Regions from separate parts of the Sus scrofa genome. Here region 1 is linked to region 2. Evidence: chromatin contacts called from public promoter capture Hi-C data. All regions are on one chromosome and are shown on one strand. The core of a region is the stretch at or near the end of the contact, and the rest is flanking DNA. Distances in the headings are between cores, read along the strand shown. Region 1 holds the start of LOC100154127 (tripartite motif-containing protein 26). Region 2 holds the start of RNF39 (ring finger protein 39).

Evidence for each region. Promoter capture Hi-C pulls out the DNA fragments that hold promoters and counts their contacts.
Region 1: a promoter capture Hi-C map of fetal liver shows a contact between it and region 2, with 2.5 times the contacts expected there. The contact joins the promoter of LOC100154127 here to the promoter of RNF39 in region 2. A contact is called at or near these places in 1 of 5 promoter capture datasets (fetal liver), 1 of 47 Hi-C or Micro-C datasets (heart right ventricle) and 1 of 2 datasets of contacts at active chromatin or transcription factors (alveolar macrophages).

The regions. Positions count from the first base shown.
Region 1 is chr7:22,777,441-22,784,530 of Sscrofa11.1, forward strand. It overlaps LOC100154127 (tripartite motif-containing protein 26), which reads left to right and starts at 2,957. Exons shown (of 8, transcript XM_013977563.2): 1 at 2,957-3,222.
Region 2 is chr7:22,637,485-22,644,538 of Sscrofa11.1, forward strand. It overlaps RNF39 (ring finger protein 39), which reads right to left and starts at 4,943. Exons shown (of 5, transcript NM_001128446.1): 1 at 4,578-4,943; 2 at 2,831-2,853; 3 at 2,537-2,628; 4 at 285-824; 5 at 248-282. The coding sequence starts at 4,943. The coding sequence ends at 248.

The DNA of each region.
Region 1 (7,090 bases), core at 1,707-4,206, 140 kb after region 2:
CCCTTCTCTGCGAGGTCCTTCCTGTGCCCAGCTCACCTCCACGCTGAAGGAATGCCTCTGTCGGGAAGCTCCTGCAGACCCTGCGTTTCCATTACAGCACGACCACCCCACTTCTTAACTGACAGCTTTACCCATCCTTCTCCCAACAAGAACGTGAACCCAAGGGTCATGGCTCACTGAACTTTTCATATCTCCAGCATTAGGCGTTTACACAGTGTAGAGGTTATCGCGTTCGCCTCATATCTCCAGTGCTGGGCACAAAGTCTGTAAATGTTTGTGAGGCTGAATGTTACCCCATGAGTCCAGAGCCCCATATCTTCTTCATTCTCCCCAACCACACTCCCCTCCCCCCTCTACAATCTCACTTCAGCAGGAGGCACCAAGGGCTCCCCTTAGATTAGACAGTCTTGGCCACAAATACTACCCAGATCACCTCCCTCCACACATAGCTTTGGGGGAAAGGTCACTGCATTTCTGCAAAGGTGGCAAGTTTTAATTCGCCCTGGATGCCAGCCAAACTAAGGCTTTGTTTTCCAAAACCAATTTCTTCCCATTCTCCATGTCTTTTCTATTCTGACCCTGGGAGGTGGGTTGGGGGTGGGAGTGGGGTGGAGGGTGGGGTGGGAGGAAGGGTATTAAGTCTGAAGTCACCCCAAGAAGCCTCAATTAAGATAATGGGCTCTCTTCTGCAGGTCACAGTGACTTCCCAGTTTGTGTCCAGCCTATCACTTCCTTTGCAGGAAGTGACATTTTAGATGTCACCTACTGCTCCTGGGCCTTGGTTTCCTTTCCACTTAAAAAGGTAAGAAGAACAAGATCTTGTCAGGTTTGCCTGGCTGTCTGAAGTTCAAGTGAGGTCACGTAACTGAAATTGTTCAAAAGCAAACAGCTCTATAAAAATACACACTAGAAAGGAGCACAGGAACTAACTTAGCACTCCCAGTGGCTAAAGCGGCAACAGAATGAAGTAGTATTAGATTATAACCCAAAGTATAAAATAAATATCCCCAAGTTCATACTGATAAGAATAAATGACTTCTCCCATGCAGAAGAATTCCAAATAGTATAGTATGGAGCTGCCCTTAAAGAGGGAGGAACATACTCCCCACTCCTTAGGTGTGGGCTACACATAGTTTGTCTGCTCTGCAGAGATACAGTATTGGGGTGGGGGGCGGGGGATAGGGTAACTTCACCCTGGAGAAGCCTGGCAAACACTGTCTCAGCCAGATGATCAAGACCAACATCAAAATCATAAAGCTTGTTTCCTGGATGTGAAGTGATGAAAACAGCAATCTACCTCTGTGGTCTTTCTCCCAGTAACCCACATACTCAGTCTTAGGGGACAAACAACAGAATCCAACAGAGGGGCATCCTATAATATACAGAGCAGGTGTTCCTCAAAACTTTCCTGATCGCAAAAACAAAGTCTGAGAAATTGCCACAGCCAAGGTAAATGTAAAGAGATTTAACGGGAATATGGTAACCAGGGTGGGATCATGAAACAGAAAAAGTACTCAGGTAAAAACTAAGGCAATCTGAATATGTTACGTATGTTGGCCAAACTTAATGGGTCAACAGAGGTTCACTAACTGTAACAAATGTTCCCTATTTAAGCACGATGTTAATAAATGAATGGGGAAAGGGTTTAGGGTATATGGAAACTCTACTATCACCATTTTTCTGTAAATCTAAAAATGTTCTTAAAAATAATCTATTTTTTAAAAAAGGGGAATTTGAGAAACAGTAAAAAAGTACATCTATTTATTTTTGCTTTTCAGGGCGGCACCTCCGGCATATGGAAGCTTTCAGGCTAGGGGTCCAATCCAAGCTGCAGCTGCTGGCCTACACCACAGCCACAGCAACACCATATTCGAGCCCTGTCTGCGACCTACACTGGATCCTTAACCCACTGAATGAGGCCAGGGATGGAACCCGCATCCTCATGGATACCAGTAGGATTCTCAACCTGCTCAACCATAACGGGGAATTCTGTCTATTTTAAACTTGAGGTGGGGGGACACTTTTAGGGATTACAATTTTTAGCGCAGGCACAGTCCCTGACACTGGTATTTGTTGTATGCATGACGGAATGACACTCTCTTGAAGCGCATACAAACTGTCGTGGTGTCAAAATCGAGAATGTACTGGGACTTTGTAAGTCTTGGCCCGCATTTGGTCCACAAAAATAAATTTTCATACTTTTCTAAGGCCATTGAAAAGCAGCAGGGAAAATGCAGCAGGGAAAATGCTGCTGTGCTAATCGGGTGAATGCACAACTTCAAGTGTACGTGGCTAAACCAGTTTATTCTGATCAAAACCAAAAAACCGTGACTTTGGTCCTGGAGCCAGACTGGCCGTCTACTCGGCTCCAAGCAGTGAGACTGTCATCTGGGCCCCGCTTACTTCTGGCTGTGGAGACAAGAATGGATTGGTGCCTGAGTTTGACACGGAAAGCGAGGAAGAACCCACGAGGAAGGAGCGAATGGAGGCCCAAGCAAGCAGGAGGATTAAGCCGGGAGGGAAGACGCAGCGAACTTCACCCTTCTCCCGAGCCTGCCCCGTTCGGCCCGGCCTCGTTCCGTTCGCGCTGCCACGTTCGATCGCCTGGACCCCGGGATGTGACGGCTGCTTTGCCGCATTTCTCACCAGGTCTGCCTTACTCACCAGCCCGCAGCTCCCGGCTACGAATCCTGGGCCAGGGTCGCTTCTTCCCCGCGGCGGTCAGTTCCGGGTCGGGCTGCTCTGCCGGCACCCAGCGCAACCGCGAGTCCCGGCCCGGTAATCTCCCGGCTCTTCGGAGCCCTCCACCGAGATTTCCCCCGGACCAGCGCCCGGATTGGCCCCTGCCGAACGCCGCCTCCCAATAGGAGCTTTAGTCCTGTCTACGTCACGAGTCACTGGGCGAATCCCCCGGCCGCCGCTGGAGCAGAGAAAAGGAAACTGAAAGCGTGCCAAGCCGAGGCTTCGCGGCTGCTGCAGCCTGGAGATTGGCTCGTGGTGCGCACTCCTGCGCCACAGGGCGGAAGGAAGTCCAGTTTTGAGGCCTAATGAGACTCCTTTGTAGGACTCTGTGATGCCAGAATCCCTCCTCTCCTCCCGATTCCCGCCTGGGTCTGGACCAGGGTCAGAGGCTGCTTGACTGCGAAGTGGCGCTTGCCAAGCGCTCAACATTAAATAGGATTTTCTGCCCCCAGCATGGCCTAAATTTGCTTCCTGGACCAGGTAGGATGTTAAGCAAACAGATAGTCTGAGGGGGCTATTTGAGAAAATTAACTACCGTTTCCGAAGTGCCTACGATGAATACGGCGCTTTACATGAAATATCTTTAAACCAGGAAGGCATTTTTGTCCCTATTCGACAGAAAAAACTGAGGTTCCATGAGCTCAGGGGTCTGAGTTGTTTCCTTCCGTGGTGCTGGATCTAGAAACCACAAAGCCGAAAAGCAGACGAGATCCTGGGGCGGGGGGTGGGGGGACGGCGGCGGGGGCGGGGGGAGCTTCCTAGAGGCTCCTGTGCATCCTCACCACCTAAGATCCGGGAACCTGAGTATGCCAAGTGTCACAGGCCTCTTGCCCGAGGCCATTGCTCTGTGCAGTCGTTGCTGTGTCCCAGGCATCGCCGCAGGAAAATTCTACAGTCTCCCTGGACCAGCGAAGCAGTCCCTATGTTCACCACATCCTAGGCCCTCCAGCTACCTGCTCCTGCAGTTGGTGTTTTGGAAGAAATGTTTAAAAGGCTCCTTAAATGACTTCATGCAACTAATTGTCTTCTCCCTGCCCCTAGGAGGTACATCCCCACACTCAGGCCATTTTGTACTTCCAGACACAGGTCCTTTCCCCTGTTTAAAATTATCTGATGGGAGTTCCCATTGTGGTTCAGCCTGTTATGAACCTGACTAGTATCCATGAGGATGCCGGTTTGATCCCTGGCCTCGCACGTTGCCGTGAGCTGGGGCGAGGGGGGGCGGGCACAAGGACAGTTGGGGGTTGTACACAGGAGTGCCCTACTTAACTCTCAGCCTTTGCTCTTGCCACAAAGCCCCTGTTCTTCATCCCCTGCGGTCTAGCCCCCCTCCCATGACTGCCCCCTTCTTGTCGGTCTTGTCCCTGCTCCACTGGCATCTCAGAAAGGCCTTCCTCTACCATCCAGCCTAACTCAGTTCTCCATAAAGCATCATTCTCTTTCACTTTCTTTGTACCTTAGTCCTTTGAAAGCATCTTGTTCATTTCTTTGTCAATGCGTTTGTACTTCCCACTCACCACTGGTACCCCACCAAGGTCAGCGCCATGAGGGTGGAGACATCACCTGTCTTCCCTGCACAGACTTATTCAATAAATGTATATTGAATGAATGGGCTCTACTTGGGCATTTCTGGAAGCCTTCTAAAGTCCTGTGGCCCTGCTTGGCTGCAGTGTCAATTATGTACTCCCCTCTCCTACCATACTGCACCTTCACTGATACAGCTCTCAAGCCCAAGTGAGAGGAGTGGGGACTCCAAGGCTGGGTGCTCAGACTTAGTGCCCCTGAGTTTCTGAAAGCAGAGCCAAAAGTCCTTCCTCCAGCTCTCCAGTCCAATGTCTGTACCAGCTGGAGACCAGAGCATCACCTGGGGCTGGTTATGAGTTTGGCTTTCAAGCCCGTGTTTGGCTCTACATAGGCAGGAATCCTCTCCTCTGCCACTTTCTGCATGACTCTGGAATGTTTCTCAGCCTCTATGTGCCATAGGTTCTTCCTCTGAAAATCAGGGATAATAATTATATCCACTTCATAGAATTGTTGTGAGGATTAAATGAAATAATATGTGTAAGGCCTTTGAAATTGACTAGCCCAAAGGGTATGATGTAATTACTTGCATTTAAAATGAGAATCTTAAATCAAGCAAGAAAATTTAGTAGCTATGTTCCTGCTATTTAGCATATTTATTGAGTTAAAATACGGCATTCAGAAATCTCAAGGTCTTAATATTAGAGTGCTTGGAGAGAGGCCTCCGGACAAAAATACTTAAAAATACGGATCTCCCATTGGCAAAGATGCAAAGAATTTGTTTGACCCTTTCATGTGAAAAACACCATGCTATCAGGGCCAGAATAAATGACTATCTCTAATGGGAAAGGTAAAAGTTACAATGAACTGAACTGCGTTTTAAGTCTATATGTCTGTTTTCTAGCAAAGGTTTGACTGATACAGAAATAACTGTGTGCTACTAAGAATTGACTGCTTTTGTGTTAAGACCTGGCAGCAGGTTAAAAAATAACAGTCCTTTTTAAAAGGAAGAAAGGCATTTTGAATGCTAACAGCATGAACTGCTGGGTTTTGAACGAAAAGGAGGCAAAGCCTGAGGCAATCTCATATGGCTTGGGTTGTTCTTTAAAACTGAGTTCCTGCCATGGCTCAGTGGTTAACGAACCTATCTAGTATCCATGAGCTTGTGGGTTCCATCCCTGGCCTCGATCAGATCCAGCTTTGCCATGAGCTGTGGTTTAGGTCGCAGATGCAGCTCGGATCCTGCGTTTCTATGGCTGTGGTGTAGACCGGCAGCTACAGCTCTGATTCAGCCCCTAGCCCGGGAACCTCCATATGCTGAAGGTGCAGCCCTAAATAGACAGAAGACAATAAAATAAAGTAAAATAAAATAGTTTGTATTCCAAATTTAGGGACCTTTATATAAATGTCTTTTAGTTCAAAGGTTAGTGAAAATATACTCTATAGTAAACAACGAGAAAGTAAAATTTTAACTTTAAAGTGAAGAATTCTAAACCTTATGTGGTGACGTGCAGTTATCCTAGAGTGAGAAGGGAAATACTATCATGGCATTTTTAAAAATTATTATGGAATTTTTCAAACAAACCTACACAAAAGTAGAGAAAATATAATGAACCACTTGGCCTCAACGATTGTCAACGTGTTATGTTTCATCTCTTCCCTTCCCCACTTTCTTTTTTAACTGGAATATTTAAAGCAAGCCACAGATATCTTTCACTTCATCATAAATACTTCCACATGCTTTCCTAACACAGAGGGACTTTGTTTGCTTATGTAACTAAAATACTATTATCGCACCAAGCAAAATTGTTCATATAATTATTCAATATTTTCATAATATCATTTAGTATGCATACCATATTCAAATTCCTTGATTTTCTCAAAGATGTCTTTTTCCCCCCTTTTTATGGCTGCATCTGCAGCATATGGAAGTTCTCCCAGCCAGAGGTCGAATCAGAGCTGCCGCTTCCAGCCTACGCCACAGCAACTCTAGTTCCTAAGTGCCATCTGTGACCTATGTTGCAGTTAGTGGCAATGCCTGATCCTTAACCCACTGACGGAGGCCAGGAATTGAACCTGCATCCTCAGAGACACTATGTTGGGTTCTTAACCTGCTGAGCCACAAGAGGAACTCCTCAAAGATGTCTTTTTGGCATTGAGTTGTCTGAATCCAGATGCAAATAAAATCCATACTATTAAAGAAAAAATCCTGAACTTGGACATAAACAAAATGATGACTGTGTGTCCTTTTTTATATTACACTGAAACATTTTCCAACAGGCCTACAAAAGAATTTATCTCATTCTCTAAAGCAACTTTACCTTGACTTATTATTTTAGGATATTTAGCATATTCTTTAAGGTTGGTGTGAATTTATAGAGAAGTGATAGAGATGCGGATAATTCTTGGTCAATAACAATGGAAACGAATATTGGTGTTACTCCACTGGGAGAGGACTCTTGAAAACTTGGACTTCTGATTTCCCCGGCTTCACCCCATGCTTATTTTGCCGATTTTACTTTGTAAGTGCTTGCTACGTTGTATTATGTAATATACGTTATGTAATAAACCATAATTATGAACAGAACTTTTGGTTCTTACGAATCCTTCTAGTAAATCATCAAGCCTGAGGGTGCTCTTCTGGATCCCCATCACAGCATCTTTGTCTGTGAAGTCTAAGTGACACCCTTCCATGAAGGAAGGGGCCCAATAAAATTGACTTAGCATCAATTAGCTAGTTACCCCCTCTCAGGAATGATGCTATATTGGGACCTCAGAGTTGACCTAGAGGTGGAGAATTCACCAATGGTGGAAGTTTTGGGGTATG
Region 2 (7,054 bases), core at 3,693-6,192:
GGAGGTACTGGGGTAGCCTTCAGGGAGAGGCATCCTAAGGAGAGGGCTGGGGTGGATTCGGCTTTGGGTGTAAAATGGGAGGCCGGTCGAGGTCCTCCTAACTGTTTGGGAGAAGAGAGGCAACATAAGTGGGCGGGGGTTGCTTATCAGTTCTCCCACAAGGGGCGTGGACTTGACCCCTGGAACGAGTAAGGATTTCCATGCCTTGATTCGGGCCAAACCAGAATGGGGGTTGCGGGCGAGCTTCTCAGCCTTCTGCGGGCACGATGCGGAGAGGGGCGCGGGGTCGCGGGTGCACAGCAGCGGGAAGACGCGCTCCCCCAGGGGGCCGGGGCCCTGGAAGGCGAAGAGCAAGTCGAGGGAGTGGCCGTCGTAGAAGGCCACGCGGCCCCGCTCCCAGTCCAGGTCCACGCGGATGCGCCGCGGCGGGGGCCCCGCGCCGCCCAGCAGGGTGGGCTCCGGGGCTGTGAGCGCCCACAGGCGGCCGCCGCGACCCTCCACGGCCCACACGGCCCCGGCGGGGCACAGCCCTACTCGGCCCTTGCGTCGCACAGACTCCCCGGCCGCGCCCACGGCGTAGAGGCTCTCCCCGTCGTCCTCATCCTCTCCCGAAGAGTCTCCGGAGGCGGCATCCGCGGTCTCCACCTCCCAGCAGTGGCGGCCAGCCCCGAAGCCCTGCGCGCCCAGCACCGCCGGGAGCTGATCAAAGCGCGCGGGGCCGTCGGGGGGCACCGGTGTCCCGGGTGGGGCCAGTCGGACGCTGCGGCGGTCCGCGGAGACGAGCAGGCGGCGATGTGCGGTGCCAGGGTCCAGGGTCAGGTCAGCTGGAGAGGGGAGGGCGGGGGAGGACCGTGTGAGAGGGGTTTCCGAGTCAGAGGCGGGATGGGGCGGAGAGGGCTGCAGGAGAGCACAAAAGGGTCCAGCAACAGCTCAAAATACAGCTGCAGGACCAAAGAGGGATATGAAGAGCAGGCCTGCAAGACCCAGCCTGCACTCATGGGCCACTTTCTTCTGGAGAATTGGTCATGGAGAAGGCCCCTGCTGGCCAGGGTGGGGGGACACAGTGCAGAGATCAAAGGAGGGGTTCCCTGGTTGGTGGGCCTGGGTAAAGAGTGAGGCTGATCTGACTTCCAGGGAAGCTGAGCACTGACACCTCAATCTGCAGCATCTGGGGCTGGGCGTGGGAGCTGGGTCAACAGGATGGGCATGGTGGAGCCAAAGAGAAGACTGATACCAGATACCAGCACCCCAAGTGACAGGGGAGGGCCGGAGGAGGAATCCAAAGTATCGTGAGAAACCAGCCCACCACCCACAGGAACAGAAGGGAACAGGCAGGCCTGCTTCTATAGGGAGGGTGGGGCTGAGGAGTGAGAAGGTGGTGATAGCCAAGGGGATCCGAAAGAAGGAGTCACGGAGTTCCCATTTTGGCACAGGGGAAACGAATCCAACTAGGAACCATGAGGTTGCGGGTTCAATCCCTGGCCTCACTCAGTGGGTTAAGGATCCAGCATTGCTGTGAGCTGTGATGTAGGTTGCAGACATGGCTCAGATCCCACTTTGCTGTGGCTGTGATGTAGCCAGCAGCTGTAGCTTCGATTCCACCCCTAGCCTAGGAACTCTATATGCCACAGGTGCAGCCCTAAAAAGCAAATAAAAAAAAAAAAAAAAGAAAAAAGAAAGAAAAAAGGAGTCATTGCCTTTGTGTAAATGGGGTCCTTTAAGGAAAGATTTCTGAACTGGGGTGCTAGGAGCAATCTGGGTGGGGTGAGATGGTGGGTGACCACGAGGGTGAAACACTTTCTCTAGGCATTTTAAAGAGGAGCAGAGGGCAGCCTTGGGAGTGATGGAGGGAATCCCCTAGAATCTGCAGAGAAGTCTGTCCCAGGACTCCTGAATCTCCTTGTACCAGAGCCCCAGGGACAGGGAGATGCAGGAGTCCTGGGACACTTCTGGAAGGGCGATGAGAAGCGGTGGCAGCAGAGAGTCCCCAGAAGCAGCTGACCTCTGGGGGTCTCCTGTGTGAGTGTCTGAACAGGTAAGAGGGGAGAATGGAAGGATGGAGCTTGTTAAGGGTTGAATTGTATTCCCCCCCCCCAAAAGATATGAAGTCCTCCAGTACCTCAGAAATAAAATGAGATCATCAGGACAACCCTAATCTAATATAACCGGTATCCTTATAAAGGGACATTTGGACCCAAGGAGGAGTCTGTATAGAGAGAGAATGAGGTGAAGATACAAGGAGAATGCCAGCTACAGGCCAAGGAACACTTGAAGCTACAGGAAGCTGGGAGAGCATCCTGGACCATATCCTCCCTTTCAGCCCCCAGTAGGAACCAACACTGCCAACACTTTGACTTCTGCCTCTAGAACCATGAGACAAATTTCTGTTGTTTAAGCCACTCAAGGTATGATGCTTTGCTATGGCAGCCCTAGGAAACTAATATAGACATCAAAAAGAACTTGATCATATTTGAGAGAGAAAAGGGGACCAAACGAAAACAGACTCATTCAGTTCCCTCCTTTCTGCCCTCCTTACCTGTTAGTCTGTGAAGCATATTTTTGACCACTGGGTAGTCTTCCGGGAGCTCGTCCTCTGAGTTGGATGACCTGGGCGTTGGGGCATCAAATCTGGATAGATGAGGAGGAAGGGTCAAGAAATTGGTAGACACCGTCTACCTTTTGATATCTCCCCCCATCTCTAGAGGAGGAAAAGGTGAGGCCACACCCAGAAGACCTGTCTTCGAGTGGGGACAAAGATGTGGGCTCTGGGAGAAGGTGATGGAGGTGGCAGCTGGTAGTAGAAAGGAAGAAACACTAAAATGGAACTCACCTTCGCCATGTCTTCCTCATATCCTGGGGTGGGCAGAAAAAACATGGATGTCAGCTCTGGGCTTCTTACTGGGGGGAGTGCTCCTGTCCCCCACCTCCTCAGGGCCTGGTTAGGTGAGGTCCCTCCCCACATCGCAGAGTGAGCTCACCTCTTTAGTCCCTGTGCTCCCCTTTCCTCTCGTGCTCCCCCTTCTCCTTTCATGACCTTTCCTTCTTCTCAATCACCATTTTATCTTCCTAACTCCACCCCCCACCATCGTCCTCCCTTCCCCTTGCCCCAAAGGCTCTCAGTTCCCCTTCCCCAGACTCATCCAGGCCTTTTCCTTGCCCCCAGAGTCGTTACCTTTCCCTGCTTCCTGCCCTCCCCCCGCCCCCCAGTGGCCCTTACTTATTCACTTTCCTGAGGGTGTATCCCAGATAAATGTCCCTCTTCTCCATCACGCAGACCAAACACATACCCAGGCCCTTAGGCTAAGAGTTTGTTTATAAAAGCCTTGTAATAAAGCCGCTTCCCCTCTTGCCATGAAAGCCCAATGACATTTATTGGGCCCTTTGTTCTGTGTCTCTCTACCCTGACCGAGGAGGCAGCTGGGCTTGGATGAGTCCCAGGTCCCACAGATCTGCAGGGTACCATGGGAGCCAGTAGAGGGCGCTGGATGCTCCCCCTCCAAATACTAGGATTCCCTCTTCTCCCTTCGCTGTCCAGTGGGTAAGACTGGAGCAGACCAGTAGGATGGAGAAGGGAAGAGAGGAAGGCAATTTGCCTAATAATGCCAATTACACCTAGACTAATTAGGTATATGTGGACTTCAAAGGGTGGAAGCAAGATTCGAGACCGGCTCTGCTGCTGGGGAGAAGCCAGTAAGGAATCCAGGACGCCTGGGGGTCGGGCAAGGGAATGGAGTTGGTTGACCGCCAGGGGAGTGAAGGCCCAGGAGCGACGCGGAAGAATGAGTGGGTGGGTGGGTGATTGGGTGGGATGTGGAGAGAAGCCAGAGGTCCCAGCGGCTGTTCTCCCCGACTTTGCCTCCACCCATCGCCGCCTCTCCCCGGGGCCCTGGGAGGAGCGGAGGACAATCATAACAAACAACACGGGAAAGCCTACGCCAGAGCCCGGGCATCTGCCCCAAGATGCTGCAGGGGAGTTTGGATCCCTCCTTCCCTTTTTTTGACAGCCCCCTCCTTCCCCACCCCTCCACTCCAGCTTTTTCTCCGCCCTCCTTCCTGCTCCTCCTCCCCTTGGCCAGTTTTGATCTTCTTCAACTTCCCAGGCCCCCAGTTCGCTCCCGCCCCGTCAGCTTCCTCCCTCCTCCTCCCGCCCACCGCCGGCCCCCTCAGCTCTGCCGCGGCTCCACCCCGGCGCCGGGCTGCCCCTTTCGCCAGACTCCCAGTTCCCGCGCTCTTTGCAGAGCCTCGGGGGTCTCCTGATTCTCTCTGGTGGCCCAACCTCTTCTCTGCCTCTCTAACCCCTTCGCTCCAGCCCACCCAAACAAGACTCAGGCATCCGTCCAGCCCCCTTCCCCCTGGGCAAAGCGTCAACTCCTTCCTATGCCGGTCCTGGCACTTGACAGCCGCCACCATCTCGTCCTCTGCTTCTCTCTCCCCAACTCCATCTTCTGCCTAAACTTGCAGAAGGGCCCCGACTCGGGAGGCACCATTCCCCACTTCCCCAGGAAGCCCGCGGATTCCCCACCCCGCCCGGGCTTCCAGCGACAGCTGCGAACTCGCGAAGCGCACCCCTGCCTCACCTCTCCCTGCTGGTCCAGGCAGCCCATGGTGGGGATGCGCCCCCCTCGGCGTTTCCCCGTGCGGGCCCCGGGCTCGGCCAGCTTCTCCCGCAGTCCTCGGCTGATGCGCACCTCCACCGCCAGCCGCACATTAGACCTCAGGCAGCGGCGGGGGCAGGGCAGGCCGCAGCAGGGGCAGGCGGTGGGGGGCGTCTCGGGGCCCGTCGCCGGCGGGGTCCCCCAGCAGCGGGCCAGGCACGCGCGGCAGAAGCTGTGCTCACACGCCAGGAGCACCGGGTCCTCGAAGGGGCCCCCGCACAGCGGGCACGTCGCCAACTGCTCCAGACGCTCCACCAGCCCCGGGCCCAGTAGCTCCGGCGCCTCCATGGGGAGCCAGCGTCTGGGCGCCGTCCCTTCCGCGACCCCCGCGAACGCCTTCGAGCGCGCAGCTGGCTGAGCGCCTCTGCTGCTGGTTGCGTTGATGCCCCTCTCTCCGCCTCCCGCATTAACTTTCGGACGTTTTCTGGCCCTCTCCTGGGATCGCCTCTCTCTTCAACCAGTCTGTCTCTGCCAATCTCCCTTCCACGTCAGGCTTTATAGGGAGGGAGGAGGCGCCCCCGGGAGGTAAACATCAACCCTTGCGTAACACCCCATCTGGTTCTCCCGCTTCCCCAGTAAGGTTTTGGCGGAGAAGGGTGGGAGGGACACCTAGGTCTGGAGCCGAGGAGGTGGTAGCTAGGGGGCGCTCTGGGGGCAAGGGAGCAACGTTCGGGGTGGGTAGCCCCAGTCACCCCGTAAAAGCGGGAATCTCACCTCCTCCTCGGCCTGAGGTGTGCAGGTCGGCAGGCAGGGTGCCCAGGCTCGCTTTTGGTATGTGTGCCCACATCGCCAGGGCGTGAGTCATTCCAGGTGGCCGGCACACCTACATCTGGGGGCTGGGGGCCCGGAAGCACAGATCCTGGTTTGTGTGGCTTTGGCAGGCCTCCGAGTGTTGGTGTGCAGCTGTCATTCCAGGCGCCTCTCTCCGTTCCATCCTCCTACCTTGCCTATTAAGGGCTTAAGGACACAGAAGCTTTGGCTTAAGGGGTAGGGAGCAGGTGCCCGCACTCCCACCTCAAGGAGTCAGGGTAGGGCTCTGTCACTTCTACCTCTGGCTGGCTCCTCCTCTCTTGTTACTTGCCATCTCTCTCTTTCTAGTTATTTCTCTCTTTCCCTGTGTATCCTTTTATTTCCACTTTTTCTCTCCTTCTTTGGGATGTACCCAAAGATGATCTATTTTCATTCTTTTGGTAAACTGGCATTGCCAAGTACACAGAGCAAGGGAATGACCTGAAGTGGAGCCATACCCAGATCTGATTTATGGCCTTGCTGTGACTCCACCCTGCCTCTTTTTAATTTCAGATCCCTAGAATCCCCTTCTGCTTTCTAATTTTTTTTTTTTTTCAGATCTTTCCTCGTGCCTTCTTCCTTCAACTCCATCTCTCTGTCTCTCTCTCCTTCCCTCTCCTCTTCTCCTTCCTGTCTGCTCCCTCTTCTTACTGGTCCTCTCTCATGCTAGGCCTTTCTGTCTGGGTTGTGAATAAGTAAACATTCAGTCCTGATCACACACACTGCTGTACAAACAAGCGTTTGCATCCATCAATGTCCAAATGCCCCCAAATGCACAAACTCACAGGCAGATAATTCATACATTGCAAAAATCACAGATATGTCCCAAGAGTCTCATACACACTGAATATCACTGGGACAGACATCCAGGATTATTCAGGGACAGATAGACATACTCAAAGAAAGAAAACATCCAAAGAGATACTCTGTCATTAGTTTTATTGTCAATAAGAACAATAATACAACGGCAGTAAGTCTTTATGGAGTAGGAGCATCTTATTAGGCAACCCCTCCAGGCTCCTTCTTCCCCCTTACTTATCAGGGAGACACCCAAACATGACACCCTGATAAACAAACTATACAAATAAATACATGTGCAGTCATTTCAGAAAAACCTGCTAGCTCCATGCTCATAAAATGCATGGCTTCCCAAGGAAAGACTACAGATATGACCAAAATCTATTTTGTAGAATGGACTTCCATGTTACGGTATGTAGCATAATGGTCCCCTAGAGATGTCCTGATTCCTGGAACCTATGAATACATTGCCTTACATGGCAAAGGGGAATTAAGCTTACAGATGGAATTCAGTTTGCTGATCAGTTGAGTTTAAAGTAGGGAGATTAGGAGTTCCCGCTGTGGCAAAGCAGAAACGAATCTGACTAGTATCCAGGAGGATGGAGGTTCAATCAGTGGGTTGGGGATCCAGTGTTGCCATGAGCTATGGTGTAGGTCACAGATGCAGCTCAGACCCCAAGTTGCTGTGGCTGTGGTGTAGGCTGGCAGCTGTAGCTCAGATTAGACCCCTGGCCTGGGAACTTCCATATGCCTCAGGTGCAGCCCTAAAAAGCAAAGAAGTAAAAAATAAAGCAGGGAGGTTATTCTAGATC